4 separate regions of the Pan troglodytes genome follow, and all the other regions are linked to region 1. A link is a contact called in public Hi-C and HiChIP or PLAC-seq data. All regions are on one chromosome and are shown on one strand. Each heading gives the region's core, a stretch centred on a gene start, on an enhancer-like site or on the middle of the called end of the contact. The rest is flanking DNA. Distances are from core to core; before and after follow the strand shown.

Region 1 (5,975 bases), core at 986-3,485:
AAGGCAGAGCCAGGTGTACAGGATGGAACACGAAGGCAGACTAGGAGCGTGACCACTGAAGCACAGCATCACAGGGAGACGGTTAGGCCTCCGGATAACTGCGGGAAAGCCTGACTAATGTCAGGCCCTCCACAAGAGGTGGAGGAGTAGAGTCTTCTCTAAACTCCCCCGGGGACTACTAAGTAGCAGGTGTTTTTCCTTGACACGCTACCGCTAGACCACAGTCCGCTTGGCAAGGGGCATCTTCCCAGACGCTGGCATTACCGCTAGACCAAGGAGCCCTCTGGTGGCCCTGTCTGGGCATAACAGAAGGCTCACACTCTTGTCTTTTGGTCACTCCTCACTATGTCCCCTCAGCTCCTGCCTCTGTATGGCCCGGTTTTTCCTAGGTTATGATTATAGAGCGAGGATTATTATAATATTGGAATAAAGAGTAATTGCTACAAACTGATGATTAATGATATTCATATATAATCATGTCTATGATCTAGATCTAGTATAACTCTTGTTGTTTTATATATTTTATTATACTGGAACAGCTCGTGCCCTTGGTCTCTTGCCTCGGCACGTGGATGGCTTGCCGCCCACAGAGAATCTAGAACAATGCCGTATGGGCCCCTCTCTGGGTTGTGTGGAAAAGGCGTGAATTTATTTTAGTTTTTCAAACAAGTCGTGCGCTGGGAGACATCACAAATGCTATTCTTTCTGAGGAACACTTCAATCCTCTTCTCTTGGTGACCTCTATCAGTTTCTCTGGGAAGCCTTCTCCCTGAGCCTCCTATGCCCCTTCCTTCAATTGGGCTATATCCCTCCCTCTCTAGACTCCTACAGAGCCTTCTCCCCCAATACAATAGAATCTTTGTGAGGTCAGATATAGCGTCTTCTCAATTGTATCCCCAGGTTTAACACATCACCTGACACACTGTAGGTGCTTAATAAGAGCTTATGGAATGAATGAAGTGCTATTGCAGAGATAAGCATAAAGTGGTATGTGAGTACAAAGGAAGGGAATCTAAATTGGAGTGGAGGTCTGGGAAAGGCCTCCTGGAAGAGGTGACACTTGAGGCTGACCTGAAGGACAAGTCGGTTAGGTGTTTCCAGTGGTGAGAACGGTAGCATGAATGCTCAGCAGTGGGAACGTGGATGGTGCCTTTGAGTAATGGCCAATGACTGTATGGCTGCAGCTAGGGTCGGGGGGAATGGAATGGCAGGGAATCAAGCTAACTGACAGGTAGTTGAGGGATGGATTATGAAAAAGTGAAAGCCCGCTTTTCATTTCAGGCTTGGATTTTGTGTTTATTTACTTATTTATTTATGAGAAAGGGTCTCACTCTGTTGCCCAGGCTGGCACGATATCGGCTCACTGCAACCTCCCGAGTTCAAGTGATTCTCCCACCTCAGCCTCTCGAGTAGCTGGGATTACAGGTTTGCGCCACCACAGCCAGCTAATTTTTGTATATGTATTTGTAATTTTTTTGAGACGGATCTCGCTCTGTCACCTAGGCTGGAGTGCAGTGGTGCAATCTCGGCTCACTGCAACCTCCGCCTCCCAGGTTCAAGCAATTCTCCTGCCTCAGCCAACTGAGTAGCTGGGATTACAGGCCCCTGCCACCATGCCTGGCTAATTTTTGTATTTTTAGTAGAGACGGGGTTTCACCATGTTGGCCGGGCTGGTATCGAACTCCTGACCTCAGGTGATCCGCCGGCCTCGGCCTCCCAAAGTGCTGGGACTAAAGGGGTGAGCCACCCCGCCCGATAGGCTTGGACTTTGTTAAAGGCATACAGAATAACACGAAGTGGTGAGATGCAGAAAAAAGTAGTAATTTAAGAAAACTTGGCTTGCCACGTTGGTTCCTCTAGGGACCAGCCCTGCAACTCCGGGCAAGTCCTATCCCCTCTGACCAGAGGCAAAGTGAAACAGTGATGACATCTACCTCTAGCAGTGCTGTGACGATTAAATGCGATCTTAGGCAAAGCGCCTGGTATGTGCCGTTACTCGAAAAAATGTCAGTTGTCCCTCTTCGCTCTGGCCCCATCCTCCTCATCTGCAAATGCGGGGAGGCCGGGCCACTCTCGCAGGTGGCTCCCGGAGCCAGCTGAGCAGTGGGAGGGGAAGCGGTGGGACAGAAGGGCGCCAGCCAGTCTTCCGGGCACCGTGGCTGGTTCGGCTGCCGCTCAGCCGCGTGGGGGCGCTCTAGACTGCTCCTCGTGCTCTATGGTGTTGCCTTCGCCCCGGAAGTAGTTGCGCAGCTGGGGTTGGTAAGGTCGGGCCATGGTGGGGCAGAGGTTGGGAAGATGGCGTGGCGAGGCTGGGCGCAGAGAGGCTGGGGCTGCGGCCGGGCGTGGGGTGCGTCGGTGGGCGGCCGCAGCTGCGAGGAGCTCACTGCGGTCCTAACCCCGCCGCAGCTCCTCGGACGCAGGTAATAGCCGCCGCGCTCTGGTCTTCTCGCCTCTTGGTCCCTGAGCTCTGGCCGTGTATCCTCAGGGGCGGAGGCCGTCTGGGCCTCTTGTGCTGGCCCTAGCTCACCCCCTTCACCTTACCTGCCCCTTCTCTCTCCTCTCTCGCCTCCGTCCAGTCCTCGCTTCTCGCTCCCCTTGCCCAGCCCAGCCCCTCGCGAGCCTGCGCTTTCTCCTTTCCCATTGGGAAGGACGTGACTGGAAGGGGAACTAAGCTGAAGGTTCATTGCGTGCCACACTTCATAATCGCGAGTGGAAACTGTTGAGCCAGTTTCTGAAGTGAAGCAGTTAGTACAGCTGGCAGAATGGCGGTTTTTATTCTTTTTCCATCTAATTATAAAGGTTGTGTTCCATTACAACCAGTCGCCTTCTTTAGCTTGTGATCTAAGGGAGGACGGGGTCTGATGGAAGGTATCACTTTGTGTCTGGCGAAGTCGTAGGAGAGGCTTATTGTTGAATTGAGACAGTGGAAGATTTCGTTTCCGGTTGATTTGGAAAGAAAACTGCCGAACCTTCCGAGTAGAAGTGTGAAGCGTGTGGTTGATCAGTATTGCTGATTTTTGCATCACAGTAATTCATTTCTAATTTGAGAGAGAAATTCCTCACCTGTTTAAGAATCTGATGTGCATTTGGCTTTGAAAATTTTCCTCCTCTTTTGTTCAAAACTTCATTCTTTCCAATTTCTGACTTGGTTAGATGGGTGCCTCGAATCCACCTGATTGCTGATAAGAAACATTGTTTATCAACACGTGGGATAGTCAGTGGTAAATAATCGAGGCTGTAATGTGGCGGAGCCATTGCCTAATCTCAAGGATCACCTGAAGAGTTTGTATGGATTTTATGTCCCAGGCCTCACCCCAGTCCTCCCAAATCACAATCAGGAGAGGGGTGGGTGGAGTGGAAGAACCTGTATGTCCGACAAGCATTCCAGGTGAATTTTATCAGGGACTTGTGAAAACTTTACATACATTGTATCTTCATACACTAACATAGATCTGTCAGGCACTAATCTTAAACTCCTGGGGAAGTGGAAGAGGACAGATGGAGGTGGTAATCCCATTTGAGATTGCATGGTTTAAGGGGGGAAGAAAAGATTAATACTGGCCGGGCGTGGTGGCTCACACGCCTGTAATCCTAGCACTTTGGGAGGCTGAGGCAGGTGGATCACCTGAAGTCAGGAGTTCAAGACCAGCCTGGCCAACATTGCAAAACCCCGTCTCTACTAAAAATATAAGAAATTAGCGGGGACATGGTGGCGGGCGCCTGTAATCCCAGCTACTCGGGAGGCTGAAGCAGGAGAATGGCTTGAACCTGGGAGGCGGAGGTTGCAGTGAGCCGAGATCGTGCCATTGCACTCCAGCTTGAGCAACAGAGTGAGACTCCATGTAAAATAAATAAATACTGTACGTGTATTAGGAAGCAACAGGAAGTGTGTTAAACATTTAAGATTTATGTACACATCACCGTATTGGTTTTAGGAAGGGGAAGCAAAAGAAAACTAATGAGCCTCTAGTAAAAATTGAGTATAAAGACCATTTGAAACAGTGAACCAGAAACACATGAAATGTTGAAGATTAGTATTTAATGTCTGAAAAGCTTGCCATTTGTATAGAAAGTTTGAAAATGACATTTTCGTGGTTGCATAAAAAATATACATGAGAATGTAGGCCTGAAATAGAGCATTTGCCTCTGGAAATAAGTTCTTAAAGTTAATAGTACCAGTTTACCTTATATATAACCTTTATTAGCTGTATGTTGACTTCTTATGGCTTTGAAATTAGCGTGCAGAAGAATGACCCAATCCTTGTCATTTGATGTATTAATAATAGGCCCGAAGTGGGACCAGGAATTTGCATTTTACAAGCACTCTAGGTGGTGATACTAGGGTCTGAAAACTACTGCAGGCCCAAGGCGGCCCACCAGCCAAGAATGGTTTACATTTTTAAAGGATTGTAAAACAAAAATAGTAATATGTGACAGATTTCAGTAGTCCACAAAGACCGAAATATCTTCTATCTGGCCTTTTACACAAAAGGGAAAAAAAAATCTTATTTGGGCTCCTCGTAGACTTTACTGTTACCAAGGTTTGAGGCTTGAAAGTGGAAACCTGTTTAATTTGCCAGTTGTATGAAACTATCCAAGGGAAGAAAATAGTTGAATTGTAACACTTAACATTTTATATTTTTAAAAAACTTGCCATTTGTATGGAAAGTTTATATTGAGATGATAGTCTCTCTCTTTCTGTCTCTCTCTCTCTCTATATATATGTGTGTGTATATATATGTGCATATATATGTATGTGTGTATATATGTATATATGTGTGTGTATATATGTGTATATATGTGTGTATATTAGTGTGTGTATGTGTGTATATATGTGCATATATGTATATGTGTGTATATATGTGTGTATATGTGTGTGTATATATATGTGTGTGTATATATGTGTATATATATGTGTGTGTGTGTGTGTGTGTATATATATATATATATATATATATTTTTTTTTTTTTTAGAGACATTGTCTTGCTCTGTTTCCCAGGCTGGAGTGCAGTGGCACGATCTCAGCTCACTGCAACTTCCGCCTCCCGGGTTCAAGCGATTCTCCTGCCTCAGCCTCCCGAGTAGCTGGGATTACAGGCATGCACCACCATGATGCCTAGCTAAGTTTTGTGTTTTTTGTAGAGACGGGGTTTTGCTGTGTTGGCCAGGCTGGTCTCGAACTCCTGGTCTCAAGTGATCTGCCTGCCTCTGCCTCCCAGTGTTGGGATTACAGGCTTGAGTCACCATGCCTAGCCTCAAAATATCTTTAAGTAAGATACTTGACATATTAGTCAATCGTATATATTATATTTTGTTTTAACTGACCATCTATTAACTGACCATCTATTAACTCAAGATGGGGTCAAGAAAATAATTTTGTTATGCCAGAGTTTATGTAGAATCCATCCTCCCGCCCAGTATCTTTTGTATTTTTTAGAGGCGAGTTGTTCTGTCACCTAGGTTGAAGTGCAGTGGCACTATCATAGCTCACTGCAGCCTCAAACTCCTGGGTTCAAGGGATCCCCCCCGTCAGCCTGCCTGGTAGCAAGGACTACAGGTACACACTACCATGCCTCGGGCTCTATTTTGTTTTAAGTGGAATGAATCTAATCAATTGTGTGTGCTTAGACACATTTTGTCTCCATTTGAACATTAGGCCATTTCTACTTAATTTGTTCATACAAATCTTGAGTAACATAAACATTAACACTGACCTGTATATTTAAGTTGTATTGTCTTTACCGTTGCACTCTTAAAAACAATGCACAGGCTGGGCATAGTGGCTCATGCCTGTAATCCCAGCACTTTGGGAGGCCGAGGCGGGTGGATCACCTGAGGTCAGGAGTTCTAGACCAGCCTGGCCAACATGGTGAAAACCCGTCTCTACTAAAAATACAAAAATTAGCCAGGCACGGTGGCAGGGGCCTGTAATTCCAGCTACTCGGGGGGCCGAGGCAGGAGAATCCCTTGAACCC
Region 2 (5,773 bases), core at 1,426-3,925, 420 kb before region 1:
GGGTCAAGGAATCCAGCGTCTGGGAAATTCAATACACTGATGCTCCAAGACAGATTGTACCCCACAAGAGAATTCTGAATTATCTCAGAGCCTCAGAGCCCCCTTCAGATTCCCAAGAAGAAAGATCTTACCTGACATACTCATGACCCCATGATGCCAATTCCTCCTGGGAGCCCACTAGCCGATACTTGAGGCACTCACGCTCCCCACTCATGGTCATGGCCAAAACGGAGATGATGTCAGCAGCAAAACGCTACAAAGAAAAGAGTTCTTTGAAGTCAAACCCAGCAGTCCAGCATAAAGGGAGCATGCATTGTGGAATCAAGATCATTGTCTCCAAAATTGAACTAACTACATACCAATCTCTGTACTAGAAATTTAACATGTTATCGAAGCTAAACCTCACAAAAACCAAGGTTGGTGTTGTTGCTATCTCCTTTTTTTTTTTTGAGACTCAGTTTCGCTCTTGCTGCCCAGGCTGGAGTGCAATGGTGTGCTCTCGGTTCACTGCAACCTCTGCCTCCGGGGTTCAAGCGATTCTCCTGCCTCAGCTTCCTAAGTAGCTGGGATTACAGGCGCCCACCACCACACCCAGCTAATTTTTTTTTTTTTTTTAATTTTTAGTAGAGACGGGGTTTCACCATGTTGGCCAGGCTGGTCTAAAACTCCTGACCTCAGGTGATCCACCCCTCGGCCTCCCAAAGTGCTAGGGTTACAGGTGTGAGCCACCACACCCAGCCACTATCTTCCTTTTAAACTCACACAGCTGAAGGGTGATAAACAAGGGATAAAGTGGAAAAAAATGGAGGCTCTTAATTTTACTTTAATTGCAATTATAAACTATTAAAAGGTTTTAAGCAGAAAAGACCCATAACGGAGAAAGATCACGATAGCTGCTACATGAGAGGCAGACTGTGTAGGAACAAAGCACAAAAGCAACAACATCAGTTAAGAGGTGCTGCAATAACCCATGCAAAAACTGAACATTTCCAGGATTAGGGTTGTACCAGCAGGCAGAGAAGTGACTGAATGTGGAACATATTTTAGAGATAAATGAATGTATATGGGATAGAAGAAAAGAGAAAAATCAAGGTTAAACATACGTTAAAAGTAGACCATGCTAATGAAACCCCAAAGTCCAATACACATGACAGAAACAGTGTCTTCTGAGAAGCTGACCTTCCTTTCAGCTCTTTTGCGGATATTTTGACTGTGATGAACTCTGCTCAAATAGATCACGGCTTAGGTCTATCAGGCTTCCTGTGACTCACAATGAGCCCCCCCATGATCTGGGTAAAAAGGAATTCCTAAACTAGGCCTCCACCAGGTTTGAAACAGTTTTACCTTATTCTCCCCAGGGGCCATGTTCTCATAGATTTCCTTCAGTTTGCCATAGTGTGGACGCAGAAATTTGAGAGGCTTGGGCACTGAAGTCATGGAAGTTGTAGAAGAACGAATCTGCCTTCGCAATTCCTCCAGCGCTGGTCGATACAGGGATGTGTCCTTCTCCTGATCAAGAGACGACAGGGCTCAGACAAAAAGGAGTCACACCCCTTCAAGTCATAATACAGAGATATTTAACTTAACAACTCCTCCAAGGAAATGCTGTGTCTTATTCATTCAGCTGTGATTCCTCAACTCCCTGCACCCTGCCTGGCACAAAAACAAATGACCCAAGTTAAGAGGTAAGAACTCTGCTTCTCCCACAAGAGAAAGCTGCAAAACTGTACAAATACCCTTTGTAACTAACTCTCCTGCCTCCCAACATCATCATAACACTGACCCTAAAATACAGTCCACCGCACATAGCAGTTGCCTCAAAAAAGAATAAAACAAGTGGGAAAGATCCAAACATGCACCGAATCATGTTAACATCGTGACTCACCCCTAGTCGTTCCACGAGCATCTCCAGTTCATCCTGAAGCTGTTTATCCTCTTCAGACTGGAGGGTTGGGAGAAGCAGCTCATGAAGAGAAGGAATCCCAAAGACGTCCCCTCCCACTTACCCGGGGCAGGTGAAGAATAAGCCTGCCTCCTTAGGAGGCGCCAGGTGGACAAGGAAACCGAGTGGGAATGGGAAGCCCTGGTGAGAAATCAGCCTGGGTTCTGAATCAGGCTCTACTTGAATGCCACTCTAGGAAACGGAGGTGACAATGACCTGCCCGAGTCCACCTCACGCGGCGGTGGTGAGGGTTGGTGGGGACGGCGGAGGTGACAGCGCGGAACGGAGAATGAGGAGCAGAGAGGCAAGGTGCCGGGAGTCCCGAGGGTCGCCCCAATCGCCCTCTCCCTGGCGCGGTGGGGTAGTTGGGTGTCGGGCCTGAGGCCTGCGGAGCCGCCGTGACTCAGCCCCGCGGCCTCCTTCGCCGACTCTCGGGGTCGCGCCTCACCAGCTCCTGTTCTTTGTCCTTGTCCCCGGCATCCCGCCGCTCCTTGCCGCTCGGCTTCTCGTCCGTGCCGCCGGGGGCCGCCGCTGGAGACTGCTGGGGCTGCACCGGCGCCTTGTCCCGGCCTCCCTCCTCCATCTCCGCCGCCACTGCCGGCCCGCTGCGCGCGCACCCGCTCGCACCGCCCTTTTTCCCAGACCGCCTCGCGCGCGTCGGTCGCGGCGCCCCTCCTCCTCCAGAGCCCGCCTGCGACCGGAAACGCCGGGGCGAGCCGGGGCGCTCGGCGACCCACCCACCCCCACGGCCTGAGAGCCCCGCCCTCGGACCCCGCCCCCGGAGGCAGGCGGAGACTACAATTCCCAGCCTCCCCCGCGCCATAGGCGCCCCTGGCCCCCGACCTCTTCGGAGTTTCCTGAAACCCGCGGGACTTGGCCGTGTGGGGTTTGGGTGCGCTCACTGCTGTAGATGGGCGGTCTGCGACCGGAGTTACCGAGTTTTCCTCGGCCACAGGTTTTTCTCATAACGGTGTAAATAGAACCCACAGTGACACTCCAGTTGACTGCGTGGCGCGACAGACAAACTAGATTTCTTGAAGTCCGGGACGCTTGATTGCCGCCTGTATAAAGTCTGTGTAACTGTGTCTAGCCCCACACCGCTGTGGAATATTAACCTCATTTGGTTTTGTTGTTGTTGTTGCTTTTGAGAAGGAGGCTCGCTCTCTCGCCCAGGCTGGAGTGCAGTGGCGCGATCTCGGCTCACTGCAACCTCCGCCTACCAGGTTCAAGTGATTCTCGTGCCTCAGCCTCCCGAGTAGCTGGGATTACAGGCACCCGCCACCACGCCCAGCTAATTTTTGTATTTTTTAGTAGAGACGGGGGGTTTCACTATGTTGGCCAGGCTGGTCTCGAACTCCTGACCTCAAGTGATCTGCCCGCCTCAGCCTCCCAAAGAGCTGTAATTACAGGTGTGAACCACCGCGCCCGGCCTATTAACCTCATTTGATATTCCTCCCCAGTTGAAAGAGAGTACTCTGCTATTCCCGTGGCTACCATTTTAAATACTTTGGGGAGCCAGGTGGAGTTGACATCGATCAATAAAGCCCTGTGCTCCCCGCCAAGTTCTGGAGCTAAAAGCAGAACAAGACAAGGTCTTCGTCCTCTATCTTCTCGTCTTTCCCTGTGAAGCCTTAGAGGCGTGTGACTGACGCGCTTATGTCAGGACCGCTTTCGAGTGATTCCATGCACTTCTTACAATCTTTTGAGATTGGTAGGGTTAGGTCCATTTTACAGAGAAGATCATATCAAGTAGTAAAATGAGGATTTATTTTTTATTTTATTTATTTGTTTTGAGATAGTGTTTCTCTCCTGTTGCCCAGGCTGGAGTGCAATGGCGCAATCTCGGCTCCCCACAACCTTCGCCTCCCGGGTGCAAGTGATTCTCCTGCCTCAGCCTCCCGAGTAGCTGGAATTACACATGTGCCACCACGCCCGGCTAATTTTTGTATTTTTAGTAGAGACGGGGTTTCTCCATGTTGGTCAGGCTGGTCTCCAACTCCCGACCTCAGGTGATCCGCCCGCCTCGGCCTCCCAAAGTTCTGGGATTACAAGCGTGAGCCACCGCGCCCGGCGGAATCAAAATTTAAAGCTCAGTCTTTCAGTCTTCAAAGCCCTTGACTGTTTTAGGCAAACCCCAGAGTTTCTTCTTCAGCTGTGTGTGTGTGTGTGTGTGTGTGTGTGTGTGTAAGGTGAGAAAAAAGGAAGTAACTCCTCCCCTTCACCTAGTGGGAACACTCAGGAGTCTTCTAGGAATCTTATTTTATGGGTTCTGACACATTGAAGAAAAAGACACCTAGTACAACATAGCACAGAGTGAATGTTGGGTAAATGTTTGTGTAGATACGGAAGTGAAGGTCTGAATCCATTTTAAATACCTGTTGCTCTTTTCCACTCAGTGCTTGGATTCTAGGCATGACCTTCCATTGCCATTGCCAATGACTCCCCCAGCGCTGGTCTGCAGACAAAAATTCAACAGTCCATAACTGTTCTGCCTATTCTATCTCTGGCTTCACGGTGTCCATACATTTTCATGCTTTTCAGTCATCTGTAGAGGGATTTTTTTCTAAAACTCCTCTTTATCCATGACTTCCTTCTTCTTCTTCTTTTTTTTTTTTTTCCAGACGGAGTCTCGCTCTGTCGCCCAGGCTGGAGTGCAGTGGCGCCATCTCGGCTCACTGCAAGCTCCGCCTCCCGGTTTCATGCCATTCTCCTGCCTCAGCCTCCCGAGTAGCTGGGACTACAGGCGCCCACCACCACGCCGGGCTACTTTTTTGTATTTTTAGTAGAGATGGAGTTGCGCCGTGTTAGCCAGGATGGTCTCGATCTCCTGACTTCGTGATCCACCCACCTCGGCCTCCCAAAGTGCTGGGATTACAGGCGTGAGCCACCGCGCCCGGCCTGACTTCCTTCTTTTTTTTTCTTTTTCTCTTTTTTTTTTTTTTTTTTGAGACAGAGTCTTGCTCTGTTACTCAGGCTGGAGTGCAGTGGCGCGATCTTGGCTCACTGCAACCTCCGCCTCCTGGGTTCAAGTGATTCTCCTGCCTCAGCCTCCCGAGTAGCTGGGATTACAGGCACGTGCCAATCGCCCAGCTAATTTTTGTATTTTTGGTGGAGACGGGGTTTCACCATGTTGGCCAGGCTGGTCTTGAACTCCTGACCTCAGGTGATCCGCCCATCTCGGCCTCCCAAAGTGCTGGAATTACAGGTGTGAGCCACCGTGCCCGGCCCCATGACTTCCTTCTATCAGATTGCAGATTTTGTGCCATGTACCAGTCACACCCCAACCAGTACCTTAGAGGAGGTAAGGTGATGTGGCTTTAATAAAGCTCAAGTGACTCCAGATGAAGAGTAAATGAATAGGTGTTGTAGTATGTTTCAACATTTTTGTAGGTTGGAAATGTTTTGAAATAAAACGTTGAGGGCAGGAGAACACAAGCTTTATAGATAGATCTGGTATTTACAACCAAATTCTGCCATTCACCAGCCATGAAGCTTGGGCAAGCTACCTAATCTCTCTCAGCCTGGTTTCTGCTTCTGTAAAATGTGAATCATAAAGTATCTCTCGTAAGTTGTTATAAAGAAATGAGGCCGGGAGCGGTGGCTCACGCCTGTAATCCCAGCACTTCGGGAGGCCAAGGCGGGTGGATCATGAGGTCAGGAGTTCGAGACCAGCCTGGCCAACATAGTGAAACTCTGTCTCTACTAAAAATACAAAAATTAGCTGGGTATGGTGGCGTGCGCCTATAGTCCCAGCTACTTGGGAGGCTGAGGCAGGAGAATCGCTTAAACCCAGGAGGCAGAGGTTGTGGTGAGCCAAGATTGCACCACTGC
Region 3 (5,357 bases), core at 2,005-4,504, 270 kb before region 1:
AAATACTTTTGGAGACCAGATGGGACTTGAGGAGCCTCACAACCAGCACCTCAAAGGCTGAGCCAGGAGTGGAGAAACTGGAGAGACAGCAGCCTTCCTCCTCTGACCCACTTTCCCTTCCGTCAGCTAGGGTCACTGACCTCCGCCTGACCTTCCTCTTGTGGGGCTCGGAGAAATGGTGGCCTTATCACCTCTACAGTTTTCCAAGGCTTACCACCTCCCTCAGAGAGGATTCATCAGTAAAATGGTGATAATAATGACACCTAAAATTGTGCGATTAAGGATTTAGATTTTTGGATCCAGATTCCTGATGTCAAAGCAAGCTCTGCTCTGCCTCTTATTAGCTGTGTGACCTTAGGCAAGTTACTTAAGCTTTCTGTGCTCTAGTTTCCTTTTTTTTTTTTTTTTTTTTTTTCTGAAACAGGGTCCCACTCTATTGTCCAGGCTGGAGTACAGTGGCACCATCACAGCTCACTGCAGCCCCAAACTCCTATGCTCAAGTGATCCTCCTGTCTCAGCCTCCCAAGTTGGGACTACAGGCACAAAGCATCATGCCTGGCTAATTACAAAATTTTTTTGTAGAGATGGGGTCTTGCTATGTTGCCAAGGCTGGTCTCAGATTCCTGGCCTCAAGCAATCCTCCCACCTCAGCCTCCCAAATTGCTGAGATTACAGGTGTGAGCCACCATGCCTGACAGAGTTTCATTTGTAAACTGGAGATACTATTACGCTATTTCATAAGGCTGTTTCAAAGATTAAATGAGTGAAGATTTGAAAAGCATTTAGATTAGTCCCTGGCACACTAAGCATAAAAGGCGTGTGTTAAATAAATGAAACATATATATACGCTCTTCAGCTATTAGTCCTCTGTGACAAGACAGCCCTATCAGGTCCCCTGCTCATTTATCCTTCTGGGGATACAAACAGAATCCATCTCCTCCACTTCATTTTTAATACTGTTTTCAACCCTGCTAAAATGGTCCAAATCTGATTTTGGTTCAAGTACCACCGATGTTTGCAAGATGGCTTCAGGTGGCACACAGATTAACATTGCTTAGTTCAATCATTAAATATTTATGTTAAACATATTTTAGAAAGAAATATAAACAGAAAAGTCAGACCTATGGTTTCATATTATTGCTTGGTTCAAGCTAAGAAAAACAGTAAGTGGACTGACAATGGATTTAAAGAAAAATATTAAGTAACAGTGACTGGATGTAATGGGGGCCCTCTTAAAACTGCAGTTAGGCCTTGGGATTGGGAGAGCAGCCCAGAGTTGTCCAGGCTTAGGAGGCAGGGGCCAGGTCCAGTGGGTCTGGAGATAAGTACAGGGTGGAGAGACAGCCTATCTTCGTCCCTCAAGGCGTCTGGATCTGAGGTGGCCCCAGGGCACTGGACTCTGGCTCATCTTCCCCCATTCCTTATGTGGAGGCAGTAGCTTGATCCCTTCTAACCCTATTCTTCTCTTGCCAGGCCAAAGTATCCACCCCCTCACCCAGACCCCTTCTAGATCCATCCCTCCTCAGAATCTTCCAATTAGAGGTGTCTGTCTCTGGGCTGAAGGCAGACAATCATTATCACACAGGAGCACCCCACCCCAGGGCAGGAACAACAACAGAAACAAGAATAGTTAGAATCTACAAAGCACTGCCCACTGTACAAAGCACTCTCACACACATGATTTCAGGGGCTCATCCAACCCTGAGTTCCAGGGCAGAAGGTGACAGCAAAACATGCCAGGCATTAGACAGAAGGTGCTTGCTTCCTAGTGCTAGGTGGGCCAGGGGCTTGGGAGAGAAGCCAGACAGATGAACGCTGGGGAGAAGAATGTCTTCTCTTGGCTGTGGGGCCTCAGCTCCAAAGAACAGTGCAGGCCTCAGGCTAGGGCTGGAGAGGCAGCCTTCAGGCCTGAAGGGGCCTTCCCCACCGCCTCCAGGCCCAGCGCCCAGTTAGTGAGGCGGCAGGCAAGTGTGGGCGCCTCCCCCTCCCCCAGTCTCCTGGGAGTTGGGGGGGGTTCGAGGGGATCAGCCAGGCCCCCCTCTTCCCAGGCCAGCTGCTTCAGAACCTTCCGGCTCCAACATTCCATCCCCTCTTAAAGGGAAAGTGACTGCTTCCAAACTGTGCCTGTCCAGATCTCTGCAGCTGGGTGGAAGGGAAGACCCCACCAGGGAGGGGAAGATAGAGAACACCAAGAAACTCTTCCTGGCTATCCCACCCAGGCCCCAGGCCCTTCCCAACGTCTCCCCACTGGCCACCAACTGGAGGAAAAAAGCCCGAATTGGAGGAAAGATCAGCACCTGGGTCAGTGAGGACTACTCCGCAGGGGTCAGGCTCTCTGTTCCGGTGACAACACCCACAACAGCCCACAAAGGAGAGGGCAGGCAGCTAGATAAACATCAGATCTGCAGACCCCGCTCGCGGCCAGGCGCCCGAGCACCCCCGACACCCCTCCCCCAGCTCAAAGTCCCAGCAGAGCCCTCAGATGCAGCATACTCCAAATATGGCTGGGAGCTGTGCTGCTGAAAAGATGAAGGGGGCGAAGAACGAGGGCCACACGACCCAAGTCTGTGCGGAAAAAGGTGGCTCTGGCTCCTCGGCAGGAGGAGGATGGGGGACTCGGGCTCTGAAACTAGGTGGAGGGGGGGTGTGTCTGTCTCTGTGGGCCACTGGTCTCTGAAGAGGTAAGGGGACCGCACCGGCAGGAACTCTGATTGCTAGTGGGGAATTGGACGTCCCCTTAAACAAGGGAGGCCAACGTCCCCTCTTCAGAGGTAAACGGGAGTTGCTACTGGGGCTGGAACCAAAGGGGCCCAAATGGGCCGAGTCGCCCCTAGAAGTCAGAGCGGGGCTAGGAGCCGGTGTAGCGAGGCAAGTCGAAACGGACCGCGTCGTCCCTTAGAAGCCAGAGCGGCCGGGGCTCCCGGAGGCGGGGCGGGGGCCATCCTCACCCGAAATCGTCGTCCATAGACTTGAAGAAGAACTTATAGCTGGGTCGCTGCAAAACGCCCTTAAAGTCCGCCAAGGTGACGCGCTCGGCGGGCAGGGGCAGCTTCACAAGGTACGGCGTCTCCTGCCCATCCAAGTGGTAGATGATCTTGGTCTCGCCCATGGCTCCGGCTTCGGGCCCGGCGGCCCGCGCGCGGCCTGCTCGGGCGGCCGGGCCGAGCCTCCCAGACGGCGGCGGCGCGCGGCGCGGCCCAGCGGCTCAACCCAGCTCGGCGGCTGCTGGCGGCGCCAGCTCCCTTGTTCTCCGGCCGCTACCGGGTCCCAGCGCCGCCCGCCGCCGCCGCGGCCGCCGCTTCCGCTCCCCACTCTCCCGACTGGACTGGCGACCGCGACTCTTCCGGTGGCCGCGGCCCTCCCGGCCCAGGGCTTCGTCCGGGCCCGCTCCCCTCCTCCGGCCCGGCGCGGCCCCGCCCCGGCGCGCCCCGCCCCCGGCCGCCGCGGAGAGGCGCCGGCGTCGCGGCAGATGGCTGGGTTTCCCGCCCACTGGCCGGGCCGCGGCGCTCCGGTCCCGGGTCCCTAGAAACGGAAGGGGAGATTCACCGGGATGGCGGCGTTCCCGGACCCCTGAAGGCCCTGACTCCGGACCCAAGTGGGATCGGCGACTCCTCTGCAGTCCAGGAAGAGTGGAATGCAGGGATTGCTTTGGTCCCCAGAAATGGTCTGGGGAAAGAGGGTGGGTCTGACTCTGGATCCCTGGAGGAGAGTGACCTCAACATGGCCCTTCAGTGTTTCTTGAGAAGCACAACTGCTGTCATTGAGTCTACTAAACTGATCTCGAGAGAAGGACAGCATCCAGTTCTGATTCCTCCCAATAACCTTAGCGTCCAGTTGCAAGGTAGTGGTTTAATAAATGGGTTGAATGCAGAATAAGTGGGGCCCGGGCGCGGTGGCTCACGCTTCTAATCCCAGCACTTTGGGAGGCCAAGGCGGGCGGATCGCCCGAGGTCGAGAGTTCAAGACCAGCCTGACCAACATGGAGAAACCCTGTCTCTACTAAAAATACAAAAAAAATTAGCCGGGCGTGGTGGCGCATGCATGTAATCTCAGCTACTCGGGAGGCTGAGGCAGAAGAATCGCTTGAACACGGGCGGCGGAGGTTGCGGTGAGCCGAGATCGGTGAGTCGAGATCGTGCCTTTGCACTCCAGCCTGGGCAACAAAAGTGAAACTCCATCCCCCCTCGCCCCCCCCCCCCCAAAAAAAGATAAGTGGATGCATGCACGCCTAAGACAGTAAGTCTCAAACCAGAACTCCAGAACTAGGTATAGCCGGTTCCTCACAGATCTCCTCACCCCTTAACTTTTAATTCATTTAATAAATACTGAAGGCCTACTGTGTAGAAGGCATATCGCATGAGATATAGCGATAGCGAGACAGACAAGGCTGCTCTCAGGACCTTCCCTCAGCTGGAGGGAAGCACATAGGCTTGTAAATACATAACTTCAGAGTGACCACTGCTATGAAGAAGGTAAAACAAAGTGATGGGATAGTGACAGGGGAAGCCAGGCGCAATGGCTCATGCCTGTAATTCCAGCATTTTGGGAGGCTGAGGCAGGTGGATCACCTGAGGTTAGGAGTTCGAGACCAGCCTGGCCAAAATGGTGAAACCTCCGTCCCTAGTAAAAATACAAAAATTAGCTGGACATGGTGGCGCATGCCTGTAGTCCCAGCTACTAGGGAGGCTGAGGCAGGAGAATCGCTTGAACCTGGGAGGTGGAGCTTGCAGTGAGCCGAGATCCCACCACTGCACTCCAGCCTGGGCGACAGAGCAAGACTCCACCTCAAACAAAAACAAAAACAAAACAACCAAAACAAAACGAGAAAGAGGTTTCTGATTGGTTAGAGAAAACTTCTTCCAGAAAAAAAGACCTAGAAATAGCAATGACCTAGAAGTGGCTATGAGAAGATCTGGGGTGACAGCCTTCTAGGCAGAGGGCACAGCCAATATACAGGCTCAAGGCAGGAATAAACATGTTACATTTGAGGAATAAGAAGGCCATCATGACTAAAGGAACAGTCCTAGGTGAGGCTGGAAACATAGACCCGCCAGATTACACAGGGCCTTGGATGCTATGGTCTTAAGTATGGGCTCCTTCTACTCCATTTTATACACTGTTGCCAAATTAACACTAGAATAACAACATCTTTCAGATACCTCTTCTACTCAGAAACCTTTCCACATTCCCCAAAGCCCCCAAATATCCCTATTCAAGGCCCCCCATAATCTAACCTCTACCTACTTTTACAGCCTTTTGTCTCATATCCTGGCCAAATTTTTGACTCCAGGAAAATGAACCCACTTGCTAGCCCCTGCACACACCTTATGTATATCGTCACTTCATACCCTTTCCTT
Region 4 (5,742 bases), core at 1,007-3,506, 390 kb before region 1:
CTGATGTAGACGGTGAAGAATGGGGTGGCCCTGTAGGTCCCTGCTACTGCCTTCAACACCTCCATAAAGTTGTCCTGGTCCCAGGGCCCCGTAATGTTCCAACCACCAATCTATGTAGAGACCATAAGTGGAATGATTAGTGCAGGAACTCCCAAAGCGTTCCTGGGCCATCTCCTCTCTCAAGGCCCCTCCTGCTCCCCTGCCCTCAACTGGCTCAGTGGCCCTACCTTGTCAATGAGGTCTCTCAGTGGCTGGGCTCCCAGCTCCTCAATGCGCTCCACCTGTAGGCAAGATAGGTAGAAGCGCTGTGTCTTCCGCTCAGCTTCACTGCTGGAGTTGAAGGTGGTGTTTTCTGTGGGGCAGAACACAGGATCCAGGTGGGAATTACGTTAACTGCTGAGGGGGAGTCCCTGGCCCTTGCTCGGTTTCTCTCCTTGCCTTGTCAATGAGCAGTCCTGCTAACGCAGACCCAGGAAGAGTGTCTGAAACAGCAAGCCGTGGCTTCCTCTCCCTGTCCATGGAGACCCAAGGATATCTAAGCAGTACAGGCTCCCTGGTGTCTACCACACCACGACAGTGCTCCAAACAGAGTGCAGAGAAGCGGCCCTCCATTATATCCAGAGTTCTGCCCCCATCAAACCCATCCGCACTTCTCAATAGTCCCCTGCTCTCTGCCTCCCCACCCTCTGGAGTGTTCACAGAACCATCCACTTCCTCATTCATGGACACTATTTGCTAAGTGCCAGGCCCTGTGCTGGGCACAAGGCACATAGGTGGCCCAAGGCCTCCCTAACAGCCCCACTCACCAAGCAGGTGCTTCAGTATGGCCTGGTTTTGGTCCCAGAGGCTGTTGAAGGTGTTCCAGCGAGAACGCCCATCGGGCAGGGGGTTCCTCCGAATCCAGCCCCCACAGGAGAACTGGTAAAAGTCCTCACAGGGGCTCACCCCTCGGTCCAGGGACTCCAGGATTTTTCCAGCCACTCGAATGCAGGCCTCTGTAAGGCAGGTGCTGTGGGATGGGTCTGTGGTAGGGAACACGGCCGGAGGGTAGGAGACTGTCAGTCTGTCTGTCTGGAAGAGGCAAACTCTTTGCAAGGGCCATGACAGCAGGAAGGTTGGGAAGAGAAAGCAAAGCCGGGGGCTTTTCTGCAGGGAAGGCTTGGTTCCCACAGGTGAAAATCTTAGAGGCCCTTAGGCCTCCAGAACCCCTAGTTATGAATACCGATGAAGAGTGTGGGCCCACCTACCTCTGTGGTACTGGACCCCTAGGGCCACAAGGCAGCCCAGAAGCAGTGCAGCCAGCAGTAGAGAGACACCTGCTAAGACCAGCTCCAGCTGCGTGCGTGAGCCTAACAGCTGTCTTGTCCCCTTCTGGAATCCCACCTGGGGAACACAGGGGGACAGAGAGTGACTGAGATGCAGGGCAGGGATCCAAGATTACCAGAGGGTGAAGCCACAGGCAGTTTTCAGAGCCACAGGGTTAACTTTGGGCCCGGGGGCAATGAGGCCAGCTGGTGAGTTGAGCCCTGAGTCTGTTTTGTGCAACGTCATGGCTTAGCATCGCCTCACCATAGTCCTAGAGCAGAGGCCAGAGATGGAGCGGAGGTGGGGGCAGGTGACCCTCCAGAACAGCCCAGAGCTCCTGGGTGTGCCAGGCGTCATGCCAGGGCTGGGGCCTGGTGAGAAAGGGGAAGCCCCCTTGCCCACCTCCATGGCGTCCGGGGAGGCCCCGCCCTCTACGGGGGTCTCGGGTGCGTCTTCATCCCGAAGCGTGGCCCGTTTGTACTCCACCATCTGCCAGACAGTCGGGGTTGCCAACCGAGGTCAGGCAGAGAGGGCTATTTGCCCAAGACCCTGCCCCAGTGCTCCCTGCCTCGCGGACCCCTCCCCGCTGCTAAGAGGGCCCTTCCCTTCCCACCTACCCTGCTCTCGGGCCTGGGGTCTCTCTATCACCGCTCCACCAGGCCCGGGAGGCAGCCCTACCTCCGCGAGCCGGGCACCGCCTGCCCCTCCGCGGCCGACCCCTCTGCCTCGTCCCCCTCCACCCAGTCCCCTCCCGTGGAGCCCGGGGCCCCCACTCACGTTGCTGCCAGCTCCCAGCTCCTGCAGCGCGACGTTCATGGTGGAGTCGGGCCAGGCGGTGATTCAGGGCTCCCGGCAGCTGGCCCGCTCCCGGGCCGCGGCCCTGGTCCCCTGCCCGGCCCCGCCGTCACCAGCCATCACGGCCGCCGTGCAGCACCCCGGCTCGGCCGCGGCCGCCCCCCCGCCCCCGCCCGAGTCCACCACCCCACGCGGAGCCCCGCCCGGGGTGGGGGGAGGGTGGGGGAGAGGGAGGAGCGCGCCGAGGCTCTCCGCAGGCTCCAGCTGCCCTCCAGCAACACCGGAGACCCCTCCACGCTTCATGGTCCGCCCCCCATCTCAGCAGCACCCTCCTTCAAGCCACCCATAATTTACTTTCCTAGGAAAAGTAATGAAATTCAACCAGGCCCAGATGTTGCTAATACTCCTTGGCCTACTTCCCCCAAATTTCAGGCTGTCTCCATCCCCTTTAAGCACTTCAGAGAAATTATGCCCTCCTGAGGAACGTCTTCCCCCAGTAGTCCACACAGCCCCTCTTCAGCCGGCAAATACAGAGCACACAGGCAGTTCACTCACATTCAGGGTGTGCACGTGGTACCTAGCTGTGGTACCTACCTATGTGCAGAGAGCGCATGGACGCCAAGGCGCCAAGGACACGGGCAGGCACGACGCCCAGCACACAGTCCACACACACACGAGATGCCCACAGAATGTACACACACTGCATACTCACACACAGTGTACACACGCACAACACACCCAGAGCCAACACACACGCACACTGTGTTTCTGTATGTACACACACCAAGTGCAGGGGGAGCATACACTCCACACACACACAGCCTACACTGACTCTACTCTTCCATGGCGCTTCAAGACCACACTTCTACTCTCCAAGATAACTGCTGTCATCAGATCGTCTCATAAAGGGAGGGTTACAGATGGTGACAAATTGGCAGGGAAAAAAACAGCCATGCACAGATATTTAAAGAAAAGACGTGCTAACACTTCTAACTTGGGGAAAGCAAACCGTTTTATTTGGGAGATTTACAAGGAGAAAAAAAACTAACACCAAGCAATATTTAACTGAAAAGCAATAGTGTGGCACCCATGCATCTGCCATCTGCCTTCCATATTGTCATTCCTTAATCAGGCCTGGTGTTATTGCAGTCTGCTGCACTGAAAAGTGCCTAGTATTTTACAATTCAAAAAAAAAAAAAATGGAAAAGAGAGTGCGCTTCATCTTCCTCTCCCCATCCTCCACCCCCACTGAGAAAGTACAAGAATTTGACCTGAGAAGGCTTGAATGGGTAGCAAACACATAATCCATTTCTTTCTCTTTCTCTCTCTTTCTTTCTTTCTCTCTCTCTTTTCTTTCCTTTCTTTCTTTTCTTTTCTTTCTTTCTTTCTCTTTCTTTCTTTCTTTCTTTCTTTCATCTTTCTCTCAAGAAGGGTGTCAGCCGGGTGCAGTGGCTCACGCCTGTAATTCCAGCACTTTGGGAGGCCGAGGCGAGTGGATCACGAGGTCAGGAGTTCGAGACCAGCCTGGCCAACATGGTGAAACCCCATCTCTACCAAAAATACAAAAATTAGCCAGGCATGGTGGCGGGCGCCTGTAATCCCAGCTACTTGGGAGGCTGAGACGAGAATCGCTTGAACCCAGGGGGGTGGAGGTTGCAATGAGCTGAGATCATGCCACTGCACTCCAGCCTGGGCAACAAAGAGCAAAACTTCGTCTCAAAAAAAAAATAAATAAAATAAGAGAAGGGTGTCTCACTTTGTTGCTCAGGCTGGAGTGCAGTGGCATGGTCATAACTCACTGCAGCCTCAAATTCCTAGGCTCAAGCAATTCTCCCACCTGAGCCTCCCTAGTAGCTGGGACTATAGACACGTGCCACTGTGCCTGGCTAATTTTTAAAAATTTTTTATAGAAACGGGGTCTCACCATCTTGCCCAGGCTGGTCTTGAACTCCAGGCCTTAAGCAATTCTCCCACCTCGGCATCCCAGTGTGCTGGGATTACAGGCGTAAGTCACCATGCCTGGCCCATAATCCATTTATTGACGCTGACCTCAGTTCTCAGACAACTTGCTGCAGTGGATCTAATGCAGAATGTTCTTGCGGCTGAGAAAGAGTAGATGATAAATGAAGCAGGCTGAGAAGTGTTGCATTTGCTTTTGTTGGCATTTTGCACCCCAAAATTGCATGGTTCTCAAACAGGAGACAGTACAGTACAGTAAGGATAAAAGATTCTGGATCCAGACTCTGTTTCCTCATTTGTAAAATGGAAATGAGAATACCTACTTCAGGCCACACACGGTGGCTCATGCCTGTAATCCCAGCACTTTGGGAGGTCGAGGTGGGTGGATCACCTGAGGTCAGGAGGTCAAGACCAGCCAGGCCAACATGATAAAACCCTGTCTCTACTAAAAACACAAAAAATTAGCTGGGTGTGGTGGCACACGCCTGTAATCCCAGCTACTCGGGAGGCTGAGACAGGAGAATTGCTTGAACCCAGGAGGTGGAGGTTGCATTGAGCCGAGATCGTGCCACTGCACTCCAGCCTGGGCAACAAGAGCAAAACCCTGTCTCAAAAAAAAAAAAAAAAAAAAAAAAGACTAATACCTACTTCAAAGGCTAGTTGTGAGAATTAAATGAAATAGTACTTGTAAAGTATATGGGACAGTGCATGACACATAATGGGCAATGTGGTTTTTTTGTTTGTTTGTTTGTTTGTTTGTTTTGAGACGGAGTCTCGCTCTGTCGCCAAGCTGGAGTGCAGTGGCACGATTTTGGCTCACTGCAACCTCCGCCTCCTGGGTTCAAGTGATTCTCCTGCCTCAGCCTCCCGAGTAGCTGGGACTACAGGCACGCACCACCACACCTAGCTAATTTCTGTATTTTTAGTAGAGACGGGATTTCACCATGTTGGCCGGGCTGGTCTTCAATGCCTGACCTCAAGTGATCCACTCACCTTGGCCTCCCAAAGTGCTGGGATTACAGACGTGAGCCACTGAGCCTGGCTTACAGCATTATAATCTTGTGAAACCACTGTTATTATACATGCAGTCCATCATTGACATAAAGGTTGTTATGTGGTGCATGATTGCATAATGAAAGCTACTACGTATGGGCCACCTGGCAACAGGATCATTAGAAATATTCCCAGGGTCGCTGCAACAGCATACTACAAATAGCAAGTTTAGACAGCACTTTACTATGTGGCAGCCACTGCTCTAAGTGGTTTACATCTTATGCACTCATGACACTTACGAAGCCATTCTACAGATGAGGAAACTGAGACATAGAAACACTCAGAATTATACAGGTTGTAAGTGGCAGAGCTGGGATTCAAACCCAGGGAGTATGGTTCCTTTCTGGAGCGCAGTTTAGCAATATGAATCAAAAGGTGGCTACACTTCCTCCCTGCATTAGTTGCTAGTGTTTTGCTACATCCCTTCTAGGAAGAATAAGTGGAAATACATAAATTTCCAAGACAGGCAGACTTGGGCTCAAATTTGGGCTCAATTCTTTATCAGCTGTATCATCTTTATCAAGTTACTTCAAAGCTCTGACTGTTAATTTTTCTCATCTATAAAATGGGAATAATCACCCCTGTCTCAGAGAGTTGCTGTGAGAATTAAATGCAACCACATATGATAGA

What was found. Hi-C and Micro-C count contacts between places; a contact is called where the count stands out from the background. HiChIP or PLAC-seq counts read pairs in DNA pulled down with a chosen protein or histone mark.
Region 2: a contact with region 1 is called in an H3K4me3 HiChIP or PLAC-seq map of stem cell-derived excitatory neurons, with 2.2 times the contacts expected there. The contact joins the promoter of PSMD2 here to the promoter of PARL in region 1. A contact is called at or near these places in 1 of 7 Hi-C or Micro-C datasets (stem cell-derived neural progenitor cells) and 1 of 1 datasets of contacts at active chromatin or transcription factors (stem cell-derived excitatory neurons).
Region 3: an H3K4me3 HiChIP or PLAC-seq map of stem cell-derived excitatory neurons shows a contact between it and region 1, with 2.8 times the contacts expected there. The contact joins the promoter of DVL3 here to the promoter of PARL in region 1. A contact is called at or near these places in 1 of 7 Hi-C or Micro-C datasets (induced pluripotent stem cells) and 1 of 1 datasets of contacts at active chromatin or transcription factors (stem cell-derived excitatory neurons).
Region 4: a contact with region 1 is called in a Hi-C map of induced pluripotent stem cells, with 4 times the contacts expected there. The contact joins the promoter of ECE2 here to the promoter of PARL in region 1. A contact is called at or near these places in 4 of 7 Hi-C or Micro-C datasets (blood, induced pluripotent stem cells and stem cell-derived neural progenitor cells) and 1 of 1 datasets of contacts at active chromatin or transcription factors (stem cell-derived excitatory neurons).

The regions. Positions count from the first base shown.
Region 1 is chr2:187,062,725-187,068,699 of NHGRI_mPanTro3-v2.0_pri, reverse strand. PARL (presenilin associated rhomboid like) reads left to right here and starts at 2,235. Exons shown (of 10, transcript XM_016942377.2): 1 at 2,235-2,420. The coding sequence starts at 2,296.
Region 2 is chr2:187,481,657-187,487,429 of NHGRI_mPanTro3-v2.0_pri, reverse strand. PSMD2 (proteasome 26S subunit ubiquitin receptor, non-ATPase 2) reads right to left here and starts at 2,675. Exons shown (of 21, transcript XM_001147451.7): 1 at 2,391-2,675; 2 at 1,886-1,942; 3 at 1,345-1,509; 4 at 132-253. The coding sequence starts at 2,525.
Region 3 is chr2:187,336,650-187,342,006 of NHGRI_mPanTro3-v2.0_pri, reverse strand. It overlaps DVL3 (dishevelled segment polarity protein 3), which reads right to left and starts at 3,254. Exons shown (of 16, transcript XM_009446941.5): 1 at 2,949-3,254. The coding sequence starts at 3,109.
Region 4 is chr2:187,455,303-187,461,044 of NHGRI_mPanTro3-v2.0_pri, reverse strand. ECE2 (endothelin converting enzyme 2) reads right to left here and starts at 2,256. Exons shown (of 19, transcript NM_001427954.1): 1 at 2,083-2,256; 2 at 1,708-1,794; 3 at 1,248-1,383; 4 at 807-1,022; 5 at 228-352; 6 at 1-110. The coding sequence starts at 2,121.